Regions from separate parts of the Pan troglodytes genome. Here region 2 is linked to region 1. The links are chromatin contacts, called in public Hi-C maps. All regions are on one chromosome and are shown on one strand. Each heading gives the region's core, a stretch centred on a gene start, on an enhancer-like site or on the middle of the called end of the contact. The rest is flanking DNA. Distances are from core to core; before and after follow the strand shown.

The links. A called contact is a pair of places that touch in the nucleus more often than the background predicts.
Region 2: a Hi-C map of stem cell-derived neural progenitor cells shows a contact between it and region 1, with 2.6 times the contacts expected there. The contact joins two enhancer-like sites. A contact is called at or near these places in 2 of 7 Hi-C or Micro-C datasets (blood and stem cell-derived neural progenitor cells).

Annotation. Positions count from the first base shown.
Region 1 is chr3:170,697,526-170,702,661 of NHGRI_mPanTro3-v2.0_pri, reverse strand. No RefSeq gene overlaps it. Among named protein-coding and RNA genes, the nearest start is that of CBR4, 8.1 kb to the right of the region's middle. Within about 2 kb of position 2,856, at least 8 of the 24 cell types and tissues checked have an H3K27ac peak or open chromatin away from gene starts, as enhancers often do. A contact at or near this core is called in stem cell-derived neural progenitor cells, where this site is marked.
Region 2 is chr3:170,783,966-170,789,101 of NHGRI_mPanTro3-v2.0_pri, reverse strand. It overlaps SH3RF1 (SH3 domain containing ring finger 1), which reads left to right. Exons shown (of 12, transcript XM_517530.8): 11 at 78-436. Among named protein-coding and RNA genes, the nearest start is that of CBR4, 95 kb to the right of the region's middle. Within about 2 kb of position 3,186, at least 9 of the 24 cell types and tissues checked have an H3K27ac peak or open chromatin away from gene starts, as enhancers often do. A contact at or near this core is called in stem cell-derived neural progenitor cells, where this site is marked.

The DNA of each region.
Region 1 (5,136 bases), core at 1,607-4,106:
TATTTGTATCACAAATCTCAGCATCATGCAATATACCCATGTAACAAACCTACACATGTGCCCCCCAAATCTAAAATAAAAGTTGGACTTAATAAAAAAGAAGAAAGAAAATTATATTTCACAACTGTATTGGTATAAAGGTGAATATATTAATATTATACATTAGATGTTTTGTCCAACCTAAAAGAAAAAATAAAAGTATTGGTTAAACACAAAAAATAGGCCAGATGCGGTGACTTACACCTGTAATCCCAGCCCTTTGGGAGGCCGAGGCATGCAGATCGCTTGAGTCCAGGAGTTCGAGATGTGTTTGGGCAATATAGTGAGATCCTATCTCTACAAAAAAATACAAAAAAATTAGCCAGGCATGGTGGCATGCGCCTGAGGTCCCAGCTATTTGGGAGGCTGAGATGAGAGGACTGTATGAGCCCAGGAGGTCAAGGCTACAGTGAGCCAAGATTGAGCCACTGCACTCCAGCCTGGGTGACAGAGCGAGATCCTATCTTGAATAAATAAATAAATAAATAAATAAGACAAAAATAAAAAATAAAACAAAGCGAGAGGAAAGAAAAACATTCCATGTCTTCCCTGTGTCATCTATGCTATTGCTGTGAGGCTGGTGTGTGTTAACATCTCTTCTTCATAGATACGATGAGGATGAGACACCCCTATGGTGATTCATGTCCAATACACACTGCTTTGCATGTGTATCTATTTCTGTTGGATTCACCACTTCATCAATAGCTTCAAAACGTCTCCCAGAATTCCACATAAGTTCAGACTTGTGCTAAAAAGGAAAATGAGGATGTAATAGATGCTAACAGGGAAATACACTTTATTATGTTATTCTGAGGACTGGAACTTTAGAAATATATTTGAGGATAATCTTTTACAAATAAAGAAACTTGTTCAGGTTGAAGCCTCAGACCTCAGATATATATTTTTAATACACTGATTTGAAAGAAATGGAAGTTAGAAGCCAGAATTTATTGATTTATTTACTTTTATTATTATTATTTTTTTGAGATGGAGTCTTGCTCTGTCACCCAGGCTGGAGTGCGGTGGTGCGATCTCAGCTTACTGCAACCTCCACCTCCTGGGTTCAAGTGATTCTCCTGCCTCAGCCTCCTGAGTAGCTGGGATTACAGGCACGTGCCCCATGCCCGGCTAATTTTTGTATTTTTTTGTAGAGACAAGGTTTCACCATGTTGGACAGGATGGTCTCAAACTCCTGACCTGAAGTGACCCACCCACCTCGGCCTCCCAAAGTGCTGGGATTATAGTCATAAGCCACCATGCCAGACCCAGAATTGTGACTGACATATTTTGTGTGAGATACAAGAAGTAAGGAATATCAGAAGAAAAACAAAAACAGAAGATGTTTTCTGACCTGAGAAACCAGAATAATAATATAAGGCAAGTCTCTCAATAGTGATGGCTAAACTATGGCTGTCTGATGCATAAGTCCAGAATGCCTATTTCCTGTTGAAAGGAGGTGCTACTAATTATTAATAATTGTAAGGCGATGGCATCGTGCTAAGTATTTTATATAGGATCAACCTATCTTATGGCTGTCAATAACCTCATGCCAGTATTATTTTCCCTATTTTTTGCATAAAGAAATCTTAACCCAGAGAGTTTAATAACTTGCCCAAGATTACACAGCTTGTGGTAGAGCCAGAATTCAAATTCAGTAGACTAAACCCAGAGTTATATATGATGCTATATTGCCAGTTTTATATATGTTTATGGAATTTTGCCTGAAACAGTGTTTGTTGTGAATGAAAAGTATTCATGTTGTCATCTGTCACTTTTTTTATTTTTGGAGACAGGGAGTCTCTGTCTGTCACCCAGGCTAGAGTGCTGTGGCATGGTCACAGCTGACTGCAGCCTAGACCTCTTGGGCTCAAGCAATCCTCCCACCTTAGTCTCCCAAGGAGCTAGGACCGCAGGCACGCACCACTACACACAGATAATTTTTCAATTTTAATTTTGTAGACACAGGGTCTCTCTGTGTTGCCCAGGCTGGTCTCAAACTCCTGGGCGCAAGTGATCTTCCCACCTTGGCCTCCTGAAGTGTTGGGATTACAGGCGTGAGCCATGGTGCCTGGCCTCTGTCACCTTCTAAGCCAATTCTTTTCAACTGATTTATTCCATCTCTATTTAGTAGAAGGGAAAAAGGATACATTCCATAGTTTTGGTTAAGGATCATCTACTTTATACTCATTTATTTAAAATTATTGTGGTTTAATGGCTAGCCTAGTAAATTAGCCAAATAAATTAATATGTCATTTTTAAAAATAAGGTGAATTTTGGCCCATTTTTTCCCACTCATAGGTTATATAGGGACCCATAAATATGTACTCCTTAACTCAGTAACTTACGCAAATTATGAGTATTACTTGCCAGAGGGGACTGATTCATATTCCTTATAGGATTGGTGTCTGTTTCACTTCTTAAAAATTCGTATCTCTCTCCATACATTATCACCTCCTTTTCCATTTATCTTTGTATTATTATATGTTGCGTGCTGGTTCTGGGACTCACTACTGGTTACTTGGAACAAAACATTTACAGATTTCATGGGGCATTGAGCTCAGCTCAATAATATTTGAAAAAGAGAAAAAGGCAGTTGTCTGTTAAGGAGACTAAATGGTGTACATGTTGCATTTAAAACAGAGCTTATTTTGAGCAAAGATCCCCTAGGGGGATGCTGCTTGTATGGTGTATCTGATCTGCTGGGGAGCACATGCCCAGCCAAGCCTCCTTTAATAAGGCCGCCCACTCTGAGCCCCTCTGGCAACGGTGCTTGGCTGCGGGTGCACCTTCTGCCTTTGAGCACCCCACTCACTCACATGGCAACCTGCCTCCCCCGCGAACTGCTCTCCACAGGCGCTAATCTATCCCCTCATTAACGACCAATCCAATTCTCTGTCTTGAACAAAGGGAGTCAGAGTTTAATCCCTTGAACTGAAAAGTCCTATGGGGCTCAGCCGTTTTCAACTGTGTGATTAGTAAATAAAGTGGGTCTGCAGGAAGGAGAAATTTAAAACAGAGGACAGCAGAGAAGGGGGCTCTTACGGCCTCAGAGAGCATTAAGGGGGCAGAGGGATGTGCTGCTGTGGTCCCTGGGGCTCCCAATGAGGCCCGTCTCTAGTTCCACGGGGTCCCAGCTTGCTTTTTGTTGATGTCATATTCTGCATCATAAACACATATTTGAATTGCTTTCGAGGGCTTCTCTTTCTTGCAGCCAAAAAAGAATCTCAACTACAATTACAACTATCTAAAGTCAGTTTCCAGATTTGGATTTATGTGTATATGGTACATTTTCAGGATTCCTGGGAAGATGAGGGAGAGACAATATCATGTAGTGGTTGGGGAGAAGGCTCTGTAGCGAGACTGCTTGAGTAGAAATTCTACAAGTTCTGCCACTTACTAGTTGTGTGATCTTGGACAATCTAACATCTCTGTGCTTTGGCTTCCTTGTTTGCAAACACAAGGGTAGCAATATTTTTCTACATCATAGTTTGTTGTGAGAATTAAACACAAGTAGACAGTGTGCTTGGCACATAGCATTTAAGTTATCCAATGAGCATTTGCTGTTATCTTGGTAAGGGCTTACTTTTGTTTTTTTTGTTTTTGTTTTTGTTTTTGTTTTTGTTTTGAGACAGAGTTTCACTGTTGCTGCCCAGGCTGGAGTGCAATGGTGCAATCTTGGCTCACCGCAACCTCAGCCTCCTGGGTTCAAACGATTCTCCTGCCTCAGCCTCCCGAGTAGTTGGGATTACAGGCATGTGAAACCCGGCTAATTTTGTATTTTTAGTAGAGACGGGGTTTCTCCATGTTGGTGAGGCTGGTCTCGAACTCTGGACCTCAAGTGATCCACCCGCTCTGGCCTCCCAAAGTGCTGGGATTACAGGCGTGAGCCACCGCGCCTGGCCAGTAAGGGCTTACTTTTACACACCCACCCACCCACCTACACACTCTCACAAACACATATATGTATACACATACATATAATAATGCATACATACCTATAATGTATACCTATAATAAAATATACACATGTGTATATATGTATACATATATAGATGTCTACACACACACATGCCCCCCTGCCTATTTGGCCTGAGCCTGAAGCTCTATGTTCCTATAGCACTTCATTCACATTTACAGCCTTTATCACACTGTATCATAATCTGCTTATTTGTCTGTTTCTCTCAACACATGTGAGCTCCACAATTCAGGTAATTGCCTTCTTTGCCCTCTTATCCCCAGAGCTTTACATCTGATACTGGGGATGTTCCTGAGCTCGCAGTAGATTCATATTGTTGGACAGGTAGATGCTAGATGATATTTCACTGTTAGATTGTCATCCCTTTAGCTTAACACTTGGCTCTCGGCTCAATTTATATGTCCCTAGGTGACATAACACTTTATGCTGTTACATTATTTACCACCTAGAGGGAATGAATTTCCAAGTCCTCCCTGAAAGTAAGCTTTGGCAAGAAGATAGGAGAGGACCTCGAGGGGTCTGGATGCTGCAGGCCATGGGCAAGTGACGAGGATGAGATTCACAATCTTCCTGTTTCTGCTCTGGAATAGGTCTCATAGTAACAACCTCTCCCCAACTCAACCTACACAATCAGCAGTGGCTGTGTGATATTACCTAGCAGCACTTTGCAGCTTGCCTGTAGTAGAGAAGAAAGTAAACAGTCACATTGTATTAGTCTGCTGGGACTGCCATAACAAAATACTGCAGACTGGGTGGTTTCGACACCTGAAATTAATTTTCTCACAGTTCTGGAGCCTGAAAGTCTGAGATCAAGGTGCAATCGTGTTGGTTTCTGGTGAGGCTTCTCTTCCGGGCTTGCAGATAGCTGCCTTCTCACTGTGTCCTCACATGGCCTTGTACAGGGAGGCAACAGAGAGAGAGAGAGAGAGAGAGAGAGAGAGAGAGAGAGAGAGAGATTCCCAGCACAAGCTCTCTGGTGTCCTATTGGATTTGGGCCCTACCCTTAGAACCTCATTTAATCTTAATTATCTCCCTAAGGGCACTATCTCCAAATACAGCCACATTGGAGGTTAGGACTTGAACATATGAATATGGCAGGAGAGGGGGGAGCGGGGAGGGAC
Region 2 (5,136 bases), core at 1,937-4,436, 86 kb before region 1:
AACTATAGGGCCCTTTAGATTACACCAGCAATAGTACTGTCATTCTCCAACTAAGGCTCATTATTTTTTTTTTCCAGAAAGAAAAAAAGGGTTTGTTGAAGTTGCTTTCTGGCGCCTCCACTAAACGGAAGCCCCGCGTGTCTCCTCCAGCATCGCCCACCCTAGAAGTGGAGCTGGGCAGTGCAGAGCTTCCTCTCCAGGGAGCGGTGGGGCCCGAACTGCCACCAGGAGGTGGCCATGGCAGGGCAGGCTCCTGCCCTGTGGACGGGGACGGACCGGTCACGACTGCAGTGGCAGGAGCAGCCCTGGCCCAGGATGCTTTTCATAGGAAGGCAAGTTCCCTGGACTCCGCAGTTCCCATCGCTCCACCTCCTCGCCAGGCCTGTTCCTCCCTGGGTCCTGTCTTGAATGAGTCTAGACCTGTCGTTTGTGAAAGGTAAGTTCAACTTCGTTCCAGGAAAAAACTAAAAAATGAACAACAGGCTTTAGGCTGGAACATTATTGTGATATTTAAGATGTTTTGCCACATCTTCCTAAATGTTTTGAAACTGAGCTTATGAAAATAAGCACTGAATTTCTTTTCCCACTTGGCATGACATACTCTGTTTTCCTTTTTCCTTCCGTGTTTCTTAATGGGTTGGTCCCCAGCCTTCCTTTTCCTTTATTTTCTCTACTCTGCCATGCCTGAATTGTGTCCAGGTAAAAACTGTCAATCACTGGGAAATTGTTCATGGATTTACTTCTTTCTTATTTCTATTCCATTGCCACTAATTGCTGTCTTTTTTTTTTAATTTTTTGCCTTTTTTATTAAAAATTTACATCGTTTCCTGCTAGTTGTGAAGCAACTAGAGCAGGTATGTCCAATCTTTTGGCTTCCCTGGGCCACACTGAAGGAAGAATTGTCTTGGGCCACACTGAAAATATACTCATATGGCCAGGCACGGTGGCTCATGCCTGTAATCCCAGCAACATGGTAAAACCCTGTCTCTACTAAAATACAAAGAAATAGACGTGGTGGCGAGTCCCTGTAATCCCAGCTACTTGGGAGGCTGAGGCAGGAGAATCGCTTGAACCCAGGAGGTAGAGGTTGCAGTGAGTGGAGATCATGCCGCTGCACTCCAGCCTGGGTGACAGAGCAGGACTCCATCTCAAAATAATAATAATAATAATAAATATATATATACACACACACACACACACACACACATATATACTGTTAAAAAATATTTTACATTACATATATATACACACTAACATTAATTATAGCTGATGAGCTAAAAAAAAAAATCGCAAAAAAAATTCACAATATTTTAAGAAAGTTTATGAATTTTGTGTTGCACTGCATGCCCACGGGTTGGACAAGCTTGAATTAGAGAATTCTGTCAGCTAAGAGAACTCTCTTCTTTTTTTGAGACAGGGTCTTGCTCTGTTGCGCAGGCTTCAGTGCAGTGGTGCAATCACAAGCTCACTGAAGCCTCAACATCCTGGGCTCAAGTGATCCTCCCACCTCAGCTTCCTGAGTGGCTGGGACCACAAGCCTGTGCCACCATTCCCAGATAATTTTTTTGTAAAGACGGGGTCTCCCATGTTACCCAGGCTAGTCTTGAACTCCTGGACTCAAGCCATTCTCCTGCCCCAGCCTCCCAAAGTGCTGGGATTACAGGCGTGAGCCACGATGTCTAGCGAAGAACTCTCTTCTTCTTCCTGAGCCAGAAGGGTATGGCTAAGTTCTCAGTCTCAGTTCTGACTCTCCTCCTGACCAAGTGACTTGATTCAGTTACACTCAGAGTAATAAGCCCTGTTTTAGTGATTCCAGCCTTGAATAATTATTACAAAAGGGAGCAGTTCTGTTTGATACCCCACTGGGGTTCTAGGAATGTGTTAGGAAAGAAAATATATTATTTAATGAGACAAATAGCTACTAGGATTATTTAAACTCAACAATGAAGCACTGTTCATTACATAGGAAAGCATCATGAAGTATACTCAAAATAGTGGACTCTTTTTATATCTCATATAAATATATAGTATTTGTCTTAAGTGTCATCTGTTTTATTGTTTCTGTAAGCTTCATTTCCTCTGTGCCTGCATTTCATAAATAAAGCAAATTTCTGCTTTGTGGAGGTATTGCTTTTTTGGTAGCATTTTCTATGTTGCCGACTTGAAATCTTACTATAAAGTGTTATGTTTTTAAATGCCTTAAATTCACCTTACCTCTGTATTTCAGATGAAGCCATAGGTATATTTGTATCCACCAAAACCTGAGGCCTGCATTCATATTTTTGGCACACTTTTTAACTTAAAAATAAACTAGGAAAAATGGAAAAGAATAAATTTCAAACCTACTTACATTAAGTACAAAGCTCACAATTTATGATTTTTTTTTTTTTTTTGAGATGGGAGTCTCACTCTGTTGCCCAGGCTGGAGTGCAGTGGTGCAATCTCGGCTCACTGCAACCTCCACTTCCCGGGTTCAAGTGATTCTCCTGCCTCTGCTTTCTGAGTAGCTGGGATTGCAGGCGCACACCACGCCCGGCTAATTTTTTTGTATTTTCAGTAGAGACGGGGTTTTGCCATGTTGGCCAGGCTGGTCTCGAACTCCTGAGCTCAGGCAATTCACCTGCCTCAGCCTCTCAAAGTGCTGGGATTACAGGCATGAGCCATGGAGCCCAGCCACAATTTATGATATTTATTTTTATAGTGCTGTACAATAATTTTCTATAGCTCTAACCCCCATAAAACCAGTTTTAAAATGAGCCATTGCCCTTAAAAAGTGTTCTCTCCCTACAAATGAAATCATTTTATCTTTCCTCTCATCTGTTGTGCTCTTAGTAAAGCTTTGAAATTTTGTCCAGAATTCACTGAATCTCTTATTCTAAGAGTCAACCTTTTTCCTGCTGTATTGGTCTGCTTTCCAGGGATAGCACCTTCTGTCCCTGGAGTTGGTCCAGTTACTTGTTTGCTTTCTCTTGGTCACAAAGCCTCCCTCCCTCCCTCCAGGCATTGATCTGCAGTTTTTCCTTCAAGCCCTGAGGGCATCTCTCCTGTGTTCCCCCTCATTTGTGGTATTTGTGTGACTCTTTTGAGTGATGGTTCACTTTGCCCAGACTCTCCCTAGGCACTGGCATGGGCACTGCAGCCTCCCTCCCCCAGTGCATTCCTTTTCAGTTGCCAGATGTCCTCAGTCTCTGCGGCTTCTGCATTCCGGTCCCTTCCTCTTAGAGGGGCTCCTTTCTAACAGCAGGCTCCTGCTGTTCAGTTCATCTGAAAAGAAGGAATTACTAGCGCAGACAGGTGATGGCGTTTCAGGGAGCGGGGGATGCACATCAGATAGGGAACATGGAGAATGTAATGACAGGACAGATGGGCCCGGGCATGCTGGAATTCTTTGATAGGTTTTTTTGTATAACCATTTAAATTTTTACAAGTGGGAAAGGGGTCTTTGGAGAAGATTTCTACCCAAGTTTATATTTTTATAATCCATATGTTCAATGGAATATTAAATATAATAGCCAATCTGACCAACTTTCCACAGCCTTTGCTTTCATACAGTGATGGTAATAGTATTTATTTACCTTGGATTCTTAGATCTGTCTCACAGTAAAAATAACAGGAAAAATGTGCGGTAACATATAGGAAAATGTTATATTATTCACTGGGAATGAAATTTTTTGATTAATTAAAAGCCACCAAGTATAGAATTTAGGGATTACTTGTGTTCATATTTTAAACATTTCAACACAATAAAAAGTGTTCAATGCTGAAAATGAAGGAAAGATTAACTTTTATATCAGTATGATTGAGAAAACATTTCAGAATCTAGGAATAATCCTTGATTTACAATACAAGCATCAACAACTCTTGCCCTGGCAAAATGCAGAAGGAGCCCAGGGTTCTTTTGGTAAAAATTCTACTGACTGGTAGAATTTCACAGAAGTATTTTTCAATTTATATTATTGGGACACTATGAGGTAGGATTCATCTACAGATTATAATGAGAACAAGCATAAAATTTCCTCTCAAACCATGACCCTATCTCATACATCTAAAGTAAAAGAATGTGCCAGGCATGGTGGCTCATGCCTGTAATCCCAGCACTTTGGGAGGCCAAGGTGGGTGGATCACGAGGTCAGGAGTTCAAGACCAGCCTGACCAAGATGGTGAAACCCCATCTCTACTAAAAATACAAAAAAAAAAAAAAAAAAGCCAAACGCGGTGGCGGGCGCCTGTAATCCCAGCTACTCGGGAGGCTGAGGCAGAGAAATGCTTGAACCCGGGAGGTGGAGGTTGCGGTGAGCCACAGTCGCACCACTGCACTCCATCCAGCCTGGGTGACAGAGCGGGACTCCATCTCAAAAAAAAAAAAAAAGAATGTGACTGGGGCAGCCGGTGCTGTCAATGGAAAGAAGCAACCACGTGGTGTAAAGGCTTAAGCAATCTCATAGTAAGGAAGGACGAACCTTGAAGTGTGTTGACAGGTCTTGGTGTCAGCAGAGAGAATTCTCTTAGGAACAAAAGGATTCTTCTGTGTTTGTTAGAGAGACTGAAGAAAACAAGCAAGAAATAGTGCTATATCCTGGAGGCAGAAAATGTATAATTGATGACAGCAGAAACAATAGAACAAATATTTTAGGCTCTATTTTAGAGGGATTGAGAAAAAATAATTAGGAAATTGCAAAGAGAAAGTGGAAAGAAAATATTTCAGAAGGGATGGCAAATAAAAGAAAGTATATGACAGGTTTTTCTTCCAAAGAAAAATATATATATATAAAGAGTTCAGGGAGACACAGCAAGTCATCTTTATCTGTGTGTATTTTTAAATGTAGGAATTAAACTGAGAACCACATACCTATAAGCTCATCTCCTAAATTGGGGGGGGGAAAAAAACCCTATGTATGATCTTTGATCAGGGATTAAGCTAGAACACTTGGAAACATACAAATTGGATAGAGATAGATTTACAGAAAGGCAGCTGGGCTTAACCAGCATGATTAATTTCTTTGAATCAGTGACAATGAACCCACTGGGTGAAGAAATGGACGTAATTTACTTGGACTTGGAGCAAGCTACAAAGGGAACTAGTATGGTTATGCCAGTGAAATACTTAATTGAATATTAGATTGCTGTGGCAACTGG